Regions from separate parts of the Drosophila melanogaster genome. Here region 2 is linked to region 1. A link is a contact called in public Hi-C data. All regions are on one chromosome and are shown on one strand. Each heading gives the region's core, a stretch centred on a gene start, on an enhancer-like site or on the middle of the called end of the contact. The rest is flanking DNA. Distances are from core to core; before and after follow the strand shown. Region 1 holds the start of opa (odd paired). Region 2 holds the start of Jhbp2 (Juvenile hormone binding protein 2).

Region 1 (2,530 bases), core at 19-2,518:
CTCATTTAAACTTTACCAGGAAATATTGTTTTCTCAAACGATAAATTCAGGGCAATATATTTGATTAGAAAATACTGTTTTTGAATAAAAATTTGATTACTCAATATATATCCAAATTCAATTTGATTTTAATTATTATCGTTTTAAAAGCTTAAGCAATTTTTAATACTCTGCCAGCAATTACATATCAACCTTAAATTATCTACAGATGAGGACTAGTTCAAAACACGAATACTAAACGAAGACAATTTTGATGTTAACGACCTTCCTTTTGCATCGCTCAGTTTTTGGATTGTAAATAGAAAAAATCATATATTTTGAGAAGAGCGTCTGACTATATACATACAGCATAGTGTTATACCATATTATCACAAAGCAAATGTTTTGTATGAAAATAAATTTATACATTTTTGCCCTATGCAGGCGAAGTATCACTTCACAGTCTGCCCCAAAAGCCACTTTGCCGGGGCACTTAACACTCAGCAGAATCCAATCAAGTCGATTGATACAAGATTATGTATTGATTCGACTACTGCTTATTGAAAATTCCATAAATTAGCAAATGAAAAACAGAGCGTTTGGCGCTAATGAAATCTCGTACGTCTTTATGGCGCAACCTAAACAAAACGGCTGGAAATCTCCGATGTCCGAGCACGGAATGTGCTTAATATCATTAAAATCAATAAAATAAACAACTAATTTGATAAGCTGACAGCTGGGCTACCCGAAGTGGCGGGCTATTCGTCCGCCGTGACAATGAGGAGCGGGCTGGAAAATGCATCCCCGCGAGCTTTCAATTGGCTGCCCGTCGGTCCAATCAGCATTTGGGCCCCCTGCACAGGCGCACGCCGCACGCTGTCGGCCCACCACCCAATGGCCAACCGCAGTGGGTGTTAATTTTCGCGAAACCAGTTTGCCGAGCGAGAGGGCGCTATGGTCGGGTGGGTTCCAATTGGACTGAGTGCGCAGCCTCTGTGCTCTTCTGTCCGACTCTGGAGCATGCGAGGAGGCGGCCATTTTCTTAGAGTTGTCGCACTCGCACCCATGGCTCAGGCCTATCCGACAGAGTGGTGGCTTGTGCCGAATACACCATGGCAAGCGCAACTCACCACAGGCAGGTCATACGCCTGGCCTGCTCGCACTCGCGCTTTCGTTACCCTCTATTCATTTTACGTCGTGCATAGGTCGATCCCATTCGCACGCATGCGATCGTCGGCAGATATTTTCACGAGGCAACACAGCAGCGAGTTAGAATTTCAGGAGCATTTCAGTCCTGCTGCGCATCTTGAAACGTCAAGTCTTGGCATTCGGTTAGCGTCAAGTCTTGCTGCGATTCGAACGCCCCAGAAACGCATCGCGCGCGAGTGCATTACGTAAATAAGTATCAAGTCGCATGCGAAATATCTAAGAGCGAAATAAGCGCACAGTATATACAGCTAAGTGAGGTGACCTCAGTGCGTGATGGGCTCATTGGCCTAGCAAAGTGCGAATCGAAAACTTGTAGTTCAGTTCTTTCTGAATTAATTTTAAAAACATATAAGCGAGCAATAACACTGTAACCATGATGATGAACGCCTTCATTGAGCCGGCTCAGCACCACCTGGCCAGCTACGGGCTGCGAATGTCGCCCAACACCACCGCCAGTAACAGCAACGCGCAGCAGCAACAGCAGCAGCAACTGGAGATGACCCAACAGCAGCAGCAACAACAGCAACAACAGCAGCAGCAACAGCAACAGGATCAGGAATCCGCGGCGGCCACTGCTGCAGCCTATCAGAACTCCGGATATGGGCACTTTAACAGCTATGCCTCCCGGGACTTTTTGCTGGGCAGGAGGGAGGCCGAGTACGGTGTGGCAGGATCCGCCGGACAGGCCTCCGCCGCAGCGGATTCCATGCTCTTCTCCGGCTTTCCCGCTCAGGCCGCGGAGCTGGGCTCCGGGTTCGGACAACACCCCTTCCACAGCCACCATCACCACCATCAGATGCGAATGGGCATGGCGGATGCCTACGCCGCCGGCCACCCGTACAACCACCACGGCAACTTCCCGACGGCGGCAGTGCACCACCCGGTCGTGCACCACCCGTCCCACCACGCCATGTCCGCGATGCACCCGGCCGGAGCAGGGGCCTTCCTGCGCTACATGCGCCATCAGCCGGCCTCGTCCGCCTCCAGCGTTAAGCAGGAGATGCAGTGCCTCTGGATAGACCCCGACCAGCCGGGCCTGGTGCCCCCGGGCGGCAGGAAGACCTGCAACAAGGTATTCCACTCGATGCACGAGATCGTCACCCACCTGACCGTGGAGCACGTGGGCGGACCCGAGTGCACCACCCACGCCTGCTTCTGGGTGGGCTGCTCTCGCAACGGACGCCCTTTCAAGGCCAAGTACAAGCTGGTCAACCACATCCGCGTCCACACCGGCGAGAAACCTTTCGCCTGCCCGCACCCGGGTTGCGGCAAGGTCTTCGCCCGGAGCGAGAACCTCAAGATCCACAAGCGGACGCATACAGGTAAGTGTGGCGGTGCATTC
Region 2 (2,530 bases), core at 19-2,518, 110 kb after region 1:
GTATGTATGTGTGATGTTTTGCATGTTCGTGGATGTCATTGTCTGGCGGAGGCCAGTGAATTAATCAACAGGGCTCACAATGAAAATGAAGATTCGCTTTCCTCCCGTAATTGCGATTCCCATGTCCCAGGTGAATGCGTCAGTTGACGTGGGTTCAAGTTCACAATTATCTTGCCGATCTCACAACGATCGTTGCGAACATGTTCGGACTGAACTATGAATCGCTGGGATGCGATGGGGTGGGACAAAACCGGCGACAGGTTTATGGCCGGGTTAATTATCGAAGTTGTGGTGGGGAGGGATGTGTGAAAACTAATAATAATGACGGGTTTCGGGGGAAGGTTTCCCAAACAGTGTGCCCTCAATGTGAGTTAGAAACCTCTTGTGATTGGTACAGAGCATTTCTTAGAAATTATGGCACAATCGGAGCACTTGAACGTAGAGTTTTTTAGAGGCTAGCCGGCAAAGTACTGAATCAAGGTCAATCCCATTAAGTGGGATCTTTATGGAACCGGGTAAGTGACTGCAAAGCCAGAACTATTAACCGAGGTTATCGTGGCCATCAATTGCCATTCTGGAACCTACCCGACCAGATCCGTCGCAAGTCGACTTTCTTTGTTGCCGGAGCACGTCTTTTGAGGGTGGGCAATTAGCTGTTGCCAAATGCATAGGCCACTTGGGCCAAGTTGGTCGGTGGACGTGTCCAAGGACCGGCTGGAAAGTTAAAGTCGTCGTCGCAAGTGATGTAACTTAGAAAGCTCAGCCAAATAGGTATCACTTATCACACTTCGAGTATTTGATCACTACTTACGCTGCTCCTGGGCAAAAGTGGAGCCCAACACGGCGACGAGCACAATGAAGACCATCTTTCCGCTCATTTTTCGGGTTCGTCTGCATGAAAGTACAAGTAAACGGAAGTTGGCTAAGATGGACTCTGTGTTTCACTTTTCTAGTTTCGTAATTGATTAGCAGCTTTTGGATATGGATATGCTAATTTCGCCCAGATGACGCAGCCCGCGCTCTTTACGAGCGAAAGTGAAAAAGTCGGGATAGAATTTAAAGCGCCCAAGTACGAGCTGCGATTGGGTTTCACTTTGGGGCCGAAATTCTGTCTTCGGTCTCGGTCTGGAAGTGGGTCACACAGCCAATCCCCAACCAGTTCACTGTTTGTTCTTGAATAAAGAATCCGACTGTCTGCTGTCTTCTGCTTTCTTCGTCTCTGCGCTTACTTTGCGTCCAACTTTCACGCGACTCGGCTGAGGAATGAGCTCGGCCTGCGTTGGTCCAAGCCATTTTAACCAGCCAGAAGCTCGAAAGCGCTGGCGAAAATGCAGCGAAAGAGATGGCGAAGGGAAACCGAACAACAGGCCTTCTTGCCACACCCCAGAAATCGGTGGGGCAGACAGTCCGTCGGCTGGGACCTTAAGCTTTGAGTTCCATATAACATATAAACACGCATTTAGAGTTTGGGTTTAGGTCTGAAAGATATTTCCAAAAATGTTGGATTTAAGTAAGTATTTATGCCTATGGGATGAAATGGGATATCCCTGCTCTTACTACCCGCAGATTGCATTCCCGTTTTGATAATATAGCCCAATACCTAATACTACATTACCTCACGATTTTTCTCGGTGTACATTTGCGGGTAGTAATTTTGCCGGGGCCGCAGGCCCGAAGGTTAAGTGTAAAGGGTCTCTGACTCGGAGCCTAACCTCCCACAGCCGCGATTGCAGCCTGGTAATGAGGCTGTCATGAATCATCCGAGCGACTTGCCATCATTAGCGGTTCTACAAGCCGGTATTAGCCCAGTATTGCGATGAATTTCTTTGTTATGCTGCCTTTCAGCCCTTCGTGGGCCGCACTTCCACTTGTGGCCAAAAGGTCAAGCGGTGCGATTAGAACCACGAGCTTTCCAAGAGGCGGGTGGCAAATCTGCTTTGGGCACTCATCATCCATTCATCCATCCATCCATCCATCCATCCATACATAACAAAGCATGCACTGAGCCAGTCACAGAGTGTGTTAACCCTAATAATTCAGAAACGTGTATTTGCTCAGCGCGTTGAGGTATTGATGGTATGGTGACTTGCCCCCAAACGAAATGCAATTGTCTTTCAAAACCTTTCGGGGATCTTTGTGTACTGTTGGGAACGATTCCGGTTATTGACCATTGTCTGTTTTGCATTTAAATTGTAAACTGGAGGTGGAAGGGCCTCGTGATTCGTGCGGGAGTGCTCCAAATTACGAGAACAAATAAGAAGTTAAATATATAACTAATTTGTCTAAACATAGTTTTATATTGACTTATACACTTGACTTTTTAGTGTCCACTTAAAAATCATATACGATTATAGTTTAATGAAATGCCGAACGCTTACGCACAAATCATATCTTATGCGTTTAACTAGCGCTTAACTAACTAACTAACATGTAGATAATTACTTACTCTAAGAGTAGAAGACACGAAATATTACATTCTGCGCCTAATTGAGTATATGTTTTGCTTACCATCGGACAAAGTAAATAATAT

What was found. Hi-C and Micro-C count contacts between places; a contact is called where the count stands out from the background.
Region 2: a contact with region 1 is called in a Hi-C map of the Kc167 cell line, with 1.9 times the contacts expected there. The contact joins the promoter of Jhbp2 here to the promoter of opa in region 1. A contact is called at or near these places in 11 of 107 Hi-C or Micro-C datasets (the Clone 8 cell line, the Kc167 cell line, the PNm cell line and 2 more) and 1 of 6 datasets of contacts at active chromatin or transcription factors (the Kc167 cell line).

What each region holds. Positions count from the first base shown.
Region 1 is chr3R:4,851,545-4,854,074 of dm6, forward strand. opa (odd paired) reads left to right here and starts at 1,269. Exons shown (of 3, transcript NM_079504.4): 1 at 1,269-2,510. The coding sequence starts at 1,562.
Region 2 is chr3R:4,960,083-4,962,612 of dm6, forward strand. Jhbp2 (Juvenile hormone binding protein 2) reads right to left here and starts at 1,269. Exons shown (of 7, transcript NM_141251.3): 1 at 1,230-1,269; 2 at 812-891. The coding sequence starts at 878.